Regions from separate parts of the Sus scrofa genome. Here region 2 is linked to region 1. The links are chromatin contacts, called in public HiChIP or PLAC-seq maps. All regions are on one chromosome and are shown on one strand. Each heading gives the region's core, a stretch centred on a gene start, on an enhancer-like site or on the middle of the called end of the contact. The rest is flanking DNA. Distances are from core to core; before and after follow the strand shown. Region 1 overlaps ARHGAP6 (rho GTPase-activating protein 6). Region 2 overlaps ARHGAP6 (rho GTPase-activating protein 6).

The links. HiChIP or PLAC-seq counts read pairs in DNA pulled down with a chosen protein or histone mark.
Region 2: a contact with region 1 is called in an H3K27ac HiChIP or PLAC-seq map of alveolar macrophages. The contact joins two enhancer-like sites. A contact is called at or near these places in 1 of 47 Hi-C or Micro-C datasets (embryonic fibroblasts) and 2 of 2 datasets of contacts at active chromatin or transcription factors (alveolar macrophages and skeletal muscle).

Annotation. Positions count from the first base shown.
Region 1 is chrX:7,934,420-7,941,916 of Sscrofa11.1, reverse strand. The region is part of intron 9 of ARHGAP6 (rho GTPase-activating protein 6); the gene reads left to right. Among named protein-coding and RNA genes, the nearest start is that of MID1, 32 kb to the right of the region's middle. Within about 2 kb of position 4,581, at least 1 of the 83 cell types and tissues checked has an H3K27ac peak or open chromatin away from gene starts, as enhancers often do. A contact at or near this core is called in alveolar macrophages, where this site is marked.
Region 2 is chrX:8,140,255-8,147,751 of Sscrofa11.1, reverse strand. The region is part of intron 1 of ARHGAP6 (rho GTPase-activating protein 6); the gene reads left to right. Among named protein-coding and RNA genes, the nearest start is that of AMELX, 88 kb to the right of the region's middle. Within about 2 kb of position 2,966, at least 9 of the 83 cell types and tissues checked have an H3K27ac peak or open chromatin away from gene starts, as enhancers often do. A contact at or near this core is called in alveolar macrophages, where this site is marked.

The DNA of each region.
Region 1 (7,497 bases), core at 3,332-5,831:
GAAACCACAAACCATCAGGCATTTCTTTTCACCTCAGATTCGGGCACGTCTCTTCCCGGCCTCCTTGAAAGTTCATTTGCCCCCATTTTTTTTTTTTAATTGTACCCTTCCTCTCCTTCCATTTCAGGCTGCCCGGATTACTAAGAGCAGCAGCTGAGTGGCAATATTCCATCTTTTTGAATATTTTCCAAATCCGATCTTTGTTTTCCACGCCCTGTAGAGACAGACTGATGTCGAGCTTATCTTGGGTAGCCGCTCATCTTTGCCTTCCCCAGTTTGGTCTGTGCTTCTCAATGAGGCCATCTCTGGCCACCTTGTCTAAAATACAGCCCCCTCCCATGGCCTCCCCTCCCATTCCCTTTCCTTGCCTTTTCTTCTTCGCACTCACCCGTCATAATAAGGGCTTTACTAATTTCTCTTGTTTGTGTTTCCCTTTGCAAATGTCAGCGCCCTGGCAGTGCGAATTTTTGTGCATTTCCATGTCCTTTCTTTACCGTATTACCTGTGGGCCTGGCCCATGGGAGAAACCCAAGGAATATGGGTTGAGTTAATGAGTGATTCAGGGGTGGCTCTATGACATCTGATCTGCATATTACCTGTCCTTACTCCTTATTCCTATGGAAAGGTTTGGGAATGGAGGAATTAAGGATACTTTTCGCAGGGTAAGTTCACCATTAATGTAAGCATTCTTGATCTCCTTAGGCAGATGATGTGACTTTTGTACTGAGGAAAGGGATAATCAAGTAAGAGGAAAGGCAGGAGAAGCTCCCCAGCCTGCATCAGGAAAAAGAAAACTGGCTCTGGAACCAGAAACTTTGCTATAGTCTTATCTTTGCTTACACATTAGCTGTGTGACCTCATCTTCTTAGATTTCCTTTCTTTCGTTAGCAAAGGACTAGGTTAGCATGAAAGATAACCAGGATCCCTTCTAATTCCAAAATCTGCATGGTGAGTTCCCGTCGTGGCGCAGCGGTTAACGAATCCGACTAGGAACCATGAGGTTGCGGGTTCGGTCCCTGGCCTTGCTCCATGGGTTAAGGATCTGGCGTGGCCGTGAGCTGTGGCGTAGGTTGCAGACGCTGCTCGGATCCCGCGTTGCTGTGGCTGTGGTGTAGGCCGGCGGCTACAGTTCCGATTCAACCCCTAGCCTGGGAACCTCCATGTGCCACGGGAGCGGCCCTAGAAAAGGCAAAAAGACAAAAAAAAAAAAAAAAAAAAAATCCGCATGGTTCTAGGCCCTAGCACTAGGTCCACTTCTTTTATTAATCAGTCTCATCATTTTGCAGATTCTTTTGGCATATTTGGCATTTCAGAGTTTAGTTTGTTATACCAAAGCCGGTGGCTGGTGGGCAAGGGAGGTCTGTGTAGCTGGACAAAAATTCAGTCATGTGTATAGCTGTTTCATTTTGTTTTGTTTTATTTAGTTTTGTTTTAAGGAGCTTTCAAAATTAGCACAGTCATTCCAAACAAGGAAGGATGAAGCTAGACAGGACCTGGTGGTTAAAGGTACCTAGCAGTTGTTCTGTTTCAGTCTTGGAAGGGCTTTTGCGCTTAGAGAGGGAGGCATCACTTCTCATTGGCATTAGCAAGGAAGACTGGGAGTTCCCTTTCTGGCTCAGTGGATTAAGAGCCCAACTAGTATCCATGAGGATGCAGGTTCAGTCCTTGGCCCTGCTCCGTGGGTTAAGGATCTGAGATTGCCAGGAGCTACTTAGTACATCACAGACATGGCTGCCAGATCTGGTGTTGCTGTGGCTGTGGCACAGGCCAGCAGCTGTCGCTCCAGTTTGACCCCTAGCCTGGGAACTTCCATATCCCACACATTGAAGCCTTAAAAAAAAGAAGAAGAAGAAAAAGAAAAAAAAAAAGAAGAAAGGAAGACTCATTAGAAAAGGTGGCTGGGAGTTCCCGTGTCATGGCTCAGTGGTTAACGAATCCGACTAGGAACCATGAGGTTGCGGGTTCGATCCCTGGCCTCACTCCGTGGGTTAAGGATCCCGTGTTGCTGTGGCTGTGGTGTAGGCCGGTGGCTACAGCTCCGATTCAACCCCTAGCCTGGGAACCTCCATGTGCTATGGAAGCAGTCCAAGAAATGGCAAAAAGACAAAAAAAAAAAAAAAAAGAAGAAGAAGAAGAAGAAAGAAAAGGTGGCTGTAGCTTGTCCTTGAAGGCAGAATGCACCCTGGAGGCAGCGATTCCACTGAAGAACTGATGGAAGGGACGTAAAACCCCCACAGAGGCCTGGCGGGGACCCAGCATTTGTTCTGCGTGTTAGACTGTCCTTCATCTCCTCGTGTTGAGACTGCCTCTCCCAAGTGGCCAGTGTCTGAGTTAGTGGGAAAGAGCAGAAAAGAACCTGGCTTTCTTCCACAATCCCGAAGAGGTACCCGATTTCATAGGCTGACACACAGTTCAAGAGTGTGGCTAGGATAGTCTTTTGTGCTGGTTGCCAGCTTTTCAGGCCCTGGGTTAGACATCCCAGAGCTGGAAAGAGGTCATGATAACAGCTGTCATGATCACTCTATCAAAAGGCCAAGGCAGCAGGTGGCAATAGTGGTTCTCGAACTTGAACAGGCAGCAGAGTCAAAAAAAAAAAAAAAAGTCTGACATTCAGATTCCTGGGCTACAGTCCAGAGAATCAAACTGAGTAGTACTGAGATGGGGCCCAGCACTGTAAACTTTTTTTTTGTCTTTTGTCTTTTTAGGGCCACACCCATGGCTTATGGAGGTTCCCAGGCTAGGGGTCCAATCAGAGCTGTAGCTGTTGGCCTGCGCCACAGCCACAGCAACGCAGGATCCGAGCCACATCTGTGACCTACACCACAGCTCACGGCAATGCCAGATCCTTAACCCACTGACCCAGGGCAGGGATCGAACCCACAACCTCATGGTTCCTAGTTGAGATTCGTTTCCGCTGTGCCAGGCCGGGAACTCCAGCATTGTAAACTCTCTAATGAACACCTCCAGGGCATTCTGGCAGTTTCCTAACCACACCTTAGGAAACCACATCTTGGGAAATTCCCACAATGGTGGGGAGACTGTGAGCTTTGGAATCAGCTCCCAGAATTCAGAGCTCTGCTCCGCCTCGCATTTGTCCCATGATCTTGGCCCTACACTTACTTACCTCCCCTAAGTCTTCGTTCTTCTTTTGGGAAAAAAAAAAAAATGAAATGAAGCTTTCAGGATCATTTTGAGAATTAGAAATGACATTTTAAGGCACATCGGACAGGAGTTCCCTGGTGGCTCGGCAGCTTAAGGATCCAGTGTTGTCACTGCTGTGACTTGGGTCACTGCTGTGGCACGGGGTCAATCCTTGGCCTGGGAACTTCCGCCTACCACAGTTGTGGCCAAAAGAAAATAAAATAAGGCTCTTAGGACAGAAACGGACATACACTAGGCCCTCCAAAAAAAAAAAAAAAAAAATCACTGCGTTATTATTACATGAAATTGACCAGGCGCCTGCCCTACTAAAGCACCTTTAGGTGTCATCTTCACATGAAGCCCACCCCAACCACACAGTGTAGCACTGTGACCTGCTCCCACACATACAGACACCCAGCCATTCGCACGTCTGTTTCTTTCAGCCGTAGCACCTATCACGTTCAACTCACTATATAATGTATTTATTATGCTTGTTGGAACCTAACAGAATGCAAACCATATGAAGGCTGGGCGGGGGTGGGGGGGTCTGTTGTATTTACTAATAGCCACAGCACCTAGAAGATACTTGGCAGAAAACGAGTATGGAGTAATTATCTGTTTAAAAAATACTGCAATAATGCATGGCTAAAGAAAAAAAAAATGCATCTTTGTCGTTTGTTGTTGCTTCACTGCCCATACTCCGAAGATTCCCTAACCTTTAAATCATAAGCCTCCGTTTCTGCTCTCAACAACTATTTGCATATGAGAAGACATAAAACAATACTCTCTCTGGGAACCCTGGAAATAAAAGAGAAGAATCGTGCCTATCTAGAAAGGGTCACTGGTGGTGTAAGGCAGAAAGCATTCACGGACTAAATCAGGAACACATTAATTGTTCCGAAAATTGTGGCTTCCGTCCCTGATGTTGGGAATTCCAGAGAAAATTCATCGTGGCTCTTGGAATGAATAAGAGCTTCAGAGCAGGCTGGAGAAAAGCGTCAGCTGAGTCCCAGGGCTGACACTTCTAGGGCTTCTTTTTTGGAGAGAGGAAAAGAAGAGAAGGCACGGCCCTTGTGGGCTGAAGAAAAGTGCCGAGCACCCTGGAGACGTGGGAACACCAGCGCGTTCCCACCCTGCTGGTTGGTCAGCCTGAGCTGGGGCCCAGCTTAGTGCACATGGGAAATTTCGAATGAGAACTACTGGGAGCAAGGGTCAGAGGCTGGGATGAGGATTCCAAGCCCAGAAGCCAAGCTTTGCTCTCTGTTCTCTTCTTTCCCGGCACAAATCGCATCTTTCCTAAGGCTTCTTTTGCATGCCAAGTCCGAAGGACTCCAGCGGTACCCCAGGTCATCAAACAAGAAGCCACCCCGTACTGACACATCCAGATAATTATATATGATTTCCGTTTCCCTCTTTTCTGTAACCACTGTGTTTTAAATAACCACTGTTTATGTGCCAGGGGTCACATCATTGGCTTCTTCTAAATTTCACCACCATTTCATGAGGAGTCAGCCAAGACAGCGCGTGCAAGTGATGCAAAAACTAAGAGAATTGTTTCGCCAGCACGATGCCTCCCCACACAAAAGACGAGATGCTTTAATGTGATGTCACAGATAGGAAAAAAACCATTTGGCCAGGTGGGAGGAGGAAAAAGACTATTTTAGGCAGTTTGAAATGGAGGAGGGGACAGCTTTCACCTCTCTGGACGGATCATAACCCCGACCCATTCGATGTCCAAATATATGTGTTCCTACCGGAGCCTGCTCGCCTTGTCCCCGTCTGCAGCGACAGAATGCATGTGCACTTGGTGACACATGCAGGTGGAGGGGAGCAGAAGCATATGATACCCGAGCTCTCTCCCGTCCTTCGACCCATTCCCATGTCACAAAGGCTGCTCGCTGCTCTCCATCTCCCTCGGGTCATCATCCGCCCTCAGGGCTTCCCGGCAGAGTCCTGGGCTCTTCGACCACACTTGTTCAGTCACGTGGCCCAGCTGCCCAGAAAGGCTGCCTGGCACCTGTTAGGCATGTGAGAAAATTCTCTTGAGCTTCATGCATTCCGACCCTTTCAATGCACCCTGACCTCCTTACCTGCTATTCATCCAGCCTCCACCGCAGAGCTTCGCAAAGGTTCTAAGCCAGCCCTGCCCGTGTTTGAGCTTCTGCTCTCATAAACAGCCAAAGTGATTTCTTTCAAGGTGTTTGTTAGCCGAAAAAAATGTCCTCGTGACTCTCAGTGACATTTACCTCCGCTGGGGAGTATCAGAGTTTTAAAGGCAAAGCATCCTTCTCGGTTCAGTGCCAAGTGGTGGCTCGGTGTGAAACCCCTCGTGGCGAGTCCAGCAGGGCTGGGTCCTGGGAAGGGCTCTTCGACGTGCCCTCAGTGGTGACCAGAAGTGACTTAATAAATGGAGAAAAGCGTTTTTCCTTCTCTTTGGTTTATGGAAGAAATTGCATCCTAGCAGTTATACCCTAGGCAATCATTCAGGGTTTCATTTTTAATTTGATAGGGTGGATTTTAATTGTGACAGTTTTATTCCTTCTTGTGTACAGGGTTTACATTTTTTTCTCTGGAGCAGGAGAGTCCAAAGTTCTTTGGATTTTTGAAATAGCATTATGATTTGAAGGAACACATGAAAATCGAAGGAGTTGCGTCTCCAGATAAACACAGCCATAAATGGTACCCTTAGAATACATCTAAGGTTACTGAATAGTCGACTAAAACCCAGTAGAGATTTTGACTTGAAACAGTAAGTTGCCAGTGAAGAAGGACTTTGGGATGGGTTTCGTTTCTTCATTTAAGTGTCCAGAATTGGTTGATTTTTTTTTTTTAAATAATGTGTTTTTCCCAACCTTATTCCTTAGTTTCCATTTCGCTCTCTACAAAATCCCAGAAGAAAAAAATGAAAAAAAAAAAAAACCTGTTGTTTATTGAATCATACTTTTCGTTCTTAGAGTTTTTTATATTGATGGGAACAGCAGTTTAAGAACTCGTTAGAAAGCAATAGAGATCCTCAGTTGGGAAAGGAAATTTCTTTTCCAACTCCAGAAATGAGTAGCCAGGAATTTTGCTAGAACCTGACATGGGTACTGCTTACAAGTAGAGAGAAGCATCTAGACAAAGGCACCATAACCAGTGTATACCGTAACGCCCAATAATCCTGGGTTCTTTCTTATTATTCCTTATTAGTAGCCATTCCAACATTTGCTCAGCATCCGTTGGGTAGAAAGCATCGCCCTAGTTTGTGTTCTGGAAGAACGGAAAATGGACTGCATGAGTGAGCAAGTAGGTGAAGAGTCATGGATATGCAGGTAGGACTTTCAATTGTAAGGTGGAGAAGAATCAACTATAGGTGGCTGCAAACATCCGGATTTATTATCTCACATAATAAGAAGGCTGGGGGCACAATTTAAGCCGCTCACCTGCACTTACACTCTCCCTGCTCCGCCATCTCTCGCTGTGAGAACAGTCATTTCCAGCACTTCTTGCAGCCATTACCACATCCAGTCACAAAGAGAGTATTTTCAGAGTTCCCTGGTGGCTCCACAGATGAAGGATCTGATGTTGTCACTGCTGCGGCTCAGGTGTGATCCCTAGCCCTGGAACATTCACATGCCACAGGTCTCTGCTCTTGACTGTCCCTCGAATTGCTAGAGTTACAGCCTGCAGCCTCGTGGTCCCTCAGCTGCAATGGTCTTGAAGCCAGACATGGCAAGAGGAAAGTCCACAAGCTAGTTACCCGCCAGAAGTGTTAAGCAAAAGAAAAGAGTGATGTTTCTTTGCCAGCACACAGGATAAGATGCAGAAATTGATGCCTGTGAGTCAAGGGAAAAAAAAAAACATTGACCCACTCCACCTTGCTTTCATTTTCGGTTTTTTTTTGGGGGGGGGTTGCTTTTTTTTTGCTTTTCTTTTTTTAGGTGTTTAATTGATCATTTTGTCTCTTTCCAACAAAACCTTTTATTCTAAACTTCTTTGCCATGGGTAGAGTACTTTCACATTTGTTAGCCTTTTGCTCCCTACAACATCTGCATAAAGGCCAATGGGCCGGATAGGAGATGCCCGGATTTTCAGATGCAGGAACAGAATCCTAAAGAAGAGGGTTGATCATAATTATAAGCAGCAGAGCCAACCCTGGACCTCAGGCGCTATCAGTTCTTGGTCAGATATTCTTTCAACAGCATCCTAAGTGCTGAAAAGAAAACGCATCCGTGAATGGTCTGCCTGGATAGTTCTTCTCCCTTAATGTAAAGCCGCTGCTTCCCATCAGCTCCTTCCCTTGGCTTTTGTTTCTCTGTTAAGTACCTAAATGAATAGAAAATGAATGCTCATCCAATTGAACTGAGCCAGTAGCTT
Region 2 (7,497 bases), core at 1,717-4,216, 210 kb before region 1:
TGCCGCAGCGCCTTTAGTTTCTTTTGCTCTTTGGACAGTCATCGATTTCTATCTTCTAAGGTCATTGGGATGAAAGAGATTTGACAAATAGGCATAGCATTATGCTTTGGAGACGACTTGAGAAACAGCTATGTCTTAGGATTATTTCAGGATCACAACAATATATGCAGCATATTAGAGAACTAGATTTTAAGCCTCATGACGATAGAAATAGGTGCGGGGCTTCTTTCATTGTTATTGCCTCTGAATGCTCTAATTTCACGAATTCAGTAAGTGGAAACTTGCCCTTCGGTGACAAACTGAATTTGGAGGATGTTGGCTCCTTCTAAGACTGTCCTTTAAAAAAAACACACTCACTGCCCCTTATGGAGCCCTGCCTTGGGGCCGAGCCCCATGCTACCTGATCCCATACATTGTGGTTTAAACAGTCCTTGCGGCAGCACCGTGGGGGACGCTCAGTCCCACTCATGATGGAACAATTTGGACGCTGCTACCCTGAATCACATGGGTAGTAAAATGCTTCAACCAGACTTCAACGCAGAGCTTTTAAAATTCAGAACCCATCCTCCAAGCCAGTGGTTCTCAGTGGAAACAGGGTGGCCCTCTGAGGACATCTGGCCATATCTGGAAACGTTTTTGGTTGTCATAGCTGGGGAGGTACCACTGGCATCTAGTGGCTAGAGACGAGGGATGCTGCTAAGCATCCTGCAATGCTTATCTGTACCCCCCCAAACAGAATTATCTGGCTTCAAATGACAGTAGTGCTGAGGCTGAAAAAGCTTGCCCTGAGCCACTGCTACTCCAGATGTGGTCCCTGGACCATCAGCATCTGCAGCACTTGGAAGCTCATGAGAAATACAGAATCACAGATCCCATCCCAGAACCAGTGAACAGGCAACTCTGGATGTGGGGCCCAAGGATAAGTGTCTTAACAAACCTTCTAGGTCCTTCTTGCACCTTCAAGAGGGAGAAGCTCTGCTCTAAAACACCAGGCCATTCTGGGTCATATTGAGCTGGACACAATTGTGTGGTTTCCTCATCACTTTCCAGTGTTCCATTGTTGAGTAGAAGTTTCTCTTCAGGCATCCAAAAGGGGAAAGTCTGGCATTTACTAGGAACAAGTGTGACTCATGGGGAAATCAGCACAGTTACAAATCCAGGAACTGTGCCCAGCTGAAAATCTAGGGGGCTTTTTTTTTTTTTTCTTTTTTTCTTCCTTGTTTTCCCTGCCTAAGGAGGGAAGTCTTGGAGACCCAGTCCAGGTTAACAAAAATGCACTGTAGGCACCGATTTGGTCTGGGGCTTGATTATCTAAAATTAAACTTACCATTGAATTTAGTAAAAGTCCCTTTTGAAGAGGGTAAGAGCCAGAGTGCTAAATTGAGAACTACATTGAGTTTGTAATTTATTCACAGCCCCAAACAGATCTTCCACTCTCTACGCGAACTGTTTGAATCATGCATTGTGTTTTGGACAACCAGGGGAATAGTTACTGTCATGTGGGTCTCTCTTCAAAACATGGCTCATCACTTGGTGTTTTATGTGATTTTCGTGGAGAATACATTACAGGCAAGGATGCATCACAAAGAATCAAAATTTTACAAATTAAAACATAATCATTACATAAAGTAAAAAAAAGAAACTGTAAGCCAGCTATAATGGAAAAAAATAAAAATCATTATATAAAATTAAAAAAAAAGAATCAAAATGTCAAACAAAATATATGTGTTGAGGTAAGTTGTGCCACAGTGCCGCACCATTCGCTGCCTCATCCCTTAAAGAACACTGGTGTGACCTAAAAAAATAACATTTGTTTAAATTTTGAAGAAAAAAAAAAAAAAGACAACAATATCTTCTCAGTTAGAGTCACTGTGTTGAATGACTCCTTTGACTTCAGAAAGTGAAACTATTTGTAAAACCTAGAGAAAGTTTTCTAACTTGTCTATTTTTTCCTTCACCGCCTAAGTTATGGTTGTGGAAAAAAAAATGAGTGTTCTTCTGAAGTTTTCTACAAGGGTTGGCTACACTAAAACCATCCAGGGAGGCAGACAAATACTCTGATCCTCTTCTACTGGGATCCAGATTCAGTGGCTCAGAAACCTTATATGTATTTAGCTTTTTAGGGCCATACCCATGGCATCCGGAAGTTCCTGGGCTAGGGGTTGAATCAGAGCTATAGCCACTGGCCTATGCCATAGCCACAACAATGCCAGATCCGAGCCATGTCTGGGACTGACACCACAGCTCACGGCAACACCAGATCCTTAACCCGCTGAGCAAGGTCTGGGATCGAACCCACATCATCATAGGTGGTAGTCAGGTTCATTACTGCTGAGCCACAATGGGAACTCCTCAGAAACCATATTTTTAAATCAGCTAAGTTTAGGCACCAGCACTAGAGCCTGAAGCTTTAGCATCAATCATTTCCTGGTATGAGGGCACGAAACCGACGCATCCTAGTTATGGTTTTATTGTTTTGGTGGCAGAATATTTAGTTTTATTAGTATTTCATCCTGTTGTTAAGTGGTCAAAAGGATAAATCATTCAACCCACAGGCTCACGTATATGTAGAATTTCAATAAGGATTTAAACAATTAATTCGCTAAGCCATTTGTATCATCTCTGTGCAAGGTTACTGTGGCTTAGTGAAGGAAAAAAAAAAAAAAAAAAGGCCAAACCGTGTTGCAGGCTGAGGATTCAGGGCAAGCAGCATCCCTCCCTGATGAATTTAATCTAGAATGATCGTGGATCAGACATTGCTAAGGACGGCTGGGAAATAGATGCAGGAGCTTTCCAGGCAAGTGAAGTTTTACCCTGCATGAATCAACTGCCATTTCCCTTGAACTGATTAGCATAAAAACCTAAAAGTGTGTGAAGCGTCATTTTAAGAAGTAGAAGCGCGCATCCACCCTACACCCAGAGCCGAGCAGAGCCGTGACTAAGCTACCCACTTCCGGCCTTTGAGAGGCCCCTGCCCACAGGATGAGACTGGTGTGTGAGGCCCTCATCACAGGTCATGGGATGGAGTCTGCTCTGTGTGAGCGCAGAGAAAAAGGGGCTGCAGCAGGCCGCCTGGCAACACAAGGTCTCTGAAGATCGCATCGCTTGGCCCCAGGCATCGGCTTCTGCATCGTGGCTGTTACTTGGCCAACTCCGCTGCAATCAGGAGGTCTTGGGAGAGCCCTGAGCTGTGTAGGAATGAATGCCTGCATCGTCCCAAGGGGCTCTGGACAGTCCAGCTACTCTAACGGGTTCTCCTCCTTCCCCTTATCCATCCCTGTCCTCCAGCGCATCACACAGAGCCCTCTGCTTGGCTCTGAGGGCAGAGTTTTAAGGCGGCCCCAGGAACCCAGATGACCATACTCATTCGGTGACCTTAGCTGAAAACACAGTCTAGGCGTTCCCACCACGGGTGAAGGATCCGGCCTTGCCACAAGCTGTGGCGTAGGTCGCAGGTGCGACTAAGACCCATTGTTGCCCTGGCTGTGATGCAGGCCGGCAGCTGCAGCTCCTAGCCTGGGAACTTCCATATGCCACAGGTGCAGCCGTACGAAGAAAAGAAAAAGAAGCTTAAGAACAAAAGGCATGGGAGTTCCCGTTGTGGCTGAGTGGAAGAGAATCCCACTAGTATCCATGAGGACGTGGGTTTGATCCCTGGCCTCGCTCCGTGGGTTAAGGATCCGGCGGTGCCATGAGCTGTGGTGTAGGTCGCAGAGGTGGCTCAGATCCCCAGTAGCTGTGGCTGTGGTGCAGGCCTGCAGCTGCAGCTCCAATTGGACCCCTAGTGTGGGAATCTCCATATGCCACGGGTGTGGCCCTAAAAAAAAAAAAAAAAAAAAAAGGCACGCCTCAACATACTTTTAGCTTGCTCCTCGCCTGTGCGTGTGTTTGAGATTTCTGGTGTTCATAATACTTGTTTTCCTGGGCCTTGGTGCCTGTTTCCCATCATCCCATCGCGCTCTCGCGCCGGCAGACCTGGGCTGGGGGAGGTTCTGACTTGCACAGACCCATTGGGAGTCCACTGGGCCCACCCGCATCATTCAGGGTGACGGCTCCGGCTCAAGGTCCAAACGCTTCATCACATCTGCCGAGTCCTTTTACCCTGTAGGGGGACGTGTTCACAGGTTCCAGGGGGTCGTGCGTGGACCTCTTTGGGGCACTGTTACGGTGCCCGCCACATCCCATTAGTCAACGGAGGCGTTTCTGGTACCGCTCCCCCCCCCCAGGTTGGCGAGAGTCGGCGCGTGACCACCTCTGCGTTTTCTTCCTTCTGTATTTATATACATATATATTTTTTTCTTTTGTAAACTTTAATTTTATTGGAATATAGTTGATGCACGAAGTTGTATTCGTTTTAGGAGGGTGGGAATAACAGATGCGCACTTCTGTATAAAAGGATGGTGAATGAAACCCTCCTGTATGGCGCTGGAAAATCTACTTAATGGTTTGTAATAACCCATATAGGAAACGTGAGTGGATACATTTACCTATGCTGGATCTTATGTGTGTTAAAATCCCTGCGTGATCGCATCCCTTTACACCTATGGAATCCTCTGTATGGACATATTTTTTGTTTTTTCTTTTCATGATGTGTCATTACCCCCTTTTTGATGTTCTCTTTTTCCTTTGCTGCGTATTTCGTTTTTCCTTTGTTATTACAATCCTTTTCCCCTCCTCTTTACCATTTTGCTTGTATTTCTTATCCATGTAGCTATTTACGGCTGTTTTGACCTTGTTTTGTCTTCCCGTTCTTTTCCCTCTAATTTAATTTCCTTATCACTTTCCTTGGAGCCCATTTGGTCTCTATGTTTTGTACATCATTGACCCGATCTTTTTCTGTCCTCCGACTTCCTCTCCTAACCCCTGCTCTCATCCAGAATTCTTATCTCCGCGCACACACATTGTTTCACTTCTGTGTCTCGTTCAGCCCTGACTATGCAGTTTATATTTTAGCAGACAGGATAGGTGGGGAAGCAGACAGAGCCGGGAGAAACCATTGGTGCTGAGAATTACAACTTAGGTCTGTATAGGTCTTCCTCCAAGTTCTCCACCCAGACTTGACCCTCTGGAGCTCCTGCTAAAATCTCTTAGGGAAACCTTGACAGACAAAAAGTACATAGTCATTGATGACGCGTGGGTCACTGTATCCATATGTTCAATAGGAAGGATCAGAATAGAATTTGGAGTGATCTAAATTATTTAGTGTGGATTGAATTCTTTCTGGTGTACATTTTACTATTTTTACAATAACAATGACAGGTCCTAAAAATATAAACATTCTGGAGTTCCCTGGTGGCTCAGCAGGTTAAGCCTCCAGCGTTGTCACTGCTATGGCTCAGGGCACTGCTATAGCACAGGTTCAGTCCCTGGCCTGGAAACTTCTGTATGCCACGGCCGCAGGCAAAGAAATAAGTCAAATATAAACATTCCACATCATTGCTTTCTCAGTTTCTCTTTATTTTGCATAATTCTAGTGAAGTGAGCATTTTATCAGCTGCAGAGTTTTCATTTATGGACATTGCCAGTAATGATGCTGCTGATAATGAAATGGCATTTTACATGTATAAGTGAGGTTCTTAGTCTTTTTAGACCACAGAGCTAATCTGCACAGAATAAGATCTAAGTTATCCATTTTCTCTCCCTCGAAGTGCACACGCACAAAATTCTGTATCCATTTTCAGATTCCATCCATAAATTCATTCCACGAGTATTTACTGAGCATATACAAAATGAGCAACACAGAAGTACTGCTCTAAACCTCATGGATACATCAGTGAATAGAATAATTCAATACATCCTTTTTAGAGATTACACAGAATAGAGAGATTGACAGCAAACCGATAAAAATAGTACATGCCAGGAAGTTCCCTTGTGGTGTAGCGGGTAAGGGTCCTGCCTTGCCGCATCTGTGGCACAGGCCACGACAGTGGTGTGGACTCGATCCCTAAAAATAAAACCACAACATGCCAGGTTGTAATAAATAAGAGAACAGAATGATGGAGCAGAGTTGCCAGGATGGTAAGGGAAGCTTTGTCAGAAGGTCATTTTTTCTTAAATTTTCTTAAGTTTTATTGTATTTTATTTTGGAGTCGAGTCAACTTACAACGTTTGTGTTGGTTTCAGGTGTACAGCAGGGTGAGTCAGTGATACGTAGACATAGATCTATTCTTTGCTCAGATTCTTTTCCCATATAGGTTATTACAGAATATTGAGAAGAGCTCCTTCAGAAGGTGATATTTAATCAGAGATGATGGAGGAGCTGATATTTAAAAGATGAGTCAACCATTGTAACATCTAGCTATCACTTAGGTTCCTGTGTGGGAAGTCAGTTTCAATAGTCAGACAAGCCCTTTTTGTCTGTTAATGTGAAGAGCAGGTTTTAGTTTAAATTCTTCCCCATAGTCATGAATAACTCGATATTAACACATTCCGGGGAAGACATACTCTTTCCAAAGTTATTTGGTTTCCCAATTCGACTAAGCAAACGTGTGATTAGCCATTGTTACTATAGCTCCAAAGATGGGGAACTGAGAGAAGAAATAATTGCAGATAAATTTTGAAAACGAAAACTGTAAAAGCTGACACCTTAAATCTTTAAGGCATCTAGATATACAGCATTGTCCAAGAGCAATACTCGCAGTGCTGGAAGGGTTGTATATTTCCTCTGTCCTAGTGAATACTCTTCCTTAGAGTTTTCCTTTATAGCTACCAAGCCCCTGTTGTTTGAAATGCTGGAAAGACCGAATCTCTATCCTGGAGACAGGTTTTTCTTAAGATCTAAATGGTGGCTCCCAAAGGCCTGGCCAAGGAAGTCCTTCTGTATCCAGTTTGGGATTTTACAGCTGCTCTGTCCTGGTACCACGGAGAGGCTGCCTAGACTGTGGGGATGCTGTGAGGAAGGGCTCCGCTTGAAACCCCAGGCCTTTTTCTCCACAGGCCAAGCTGTAGAGATGTCTCTTCAGGCTTGTGTTTATATATCTTTGGATAATTTCCATGGGTTATTGGCCTTGATTCTGTTATTTTACGTTATACAGCTCAAAAGCAGATGATTGCTGGGTCTCGATTAATAGCACAACATTGCTTGGACATGGGAATATTAATCAGAAGGGCAGATGCTACTATTTTTGTAGGATGCCAATCAGCTCAAGCCTGGTTGTGTTTCCAAGAGGAAAGAAGTTTGGTTACCACACTGTGTTTTATTTTCAATCATCAAGAGTCCCACCGCAAGGGAGATAAATCACGAATCAAATTTGCCTCCCTAATACCGCCTGTGTCCATGTTACCGTGGTGTTCCTAACGGTTCCATCAGCCCATGCCAGGGAAGCCCAGTTGGGAAAAGCTGCTTAAGCTGGAGCTGTGCCCTTTGCTTAAATTTCATCCTCAAAGGGTGCCCCTCAGAATGTCCTTTTTTGGGGGGTATATAATTTTTCATAGCGAAGGCACAATTCCTTTATGTCATTTATATATGTAAAATGCAGACTTTCTCTCTTCCAGATC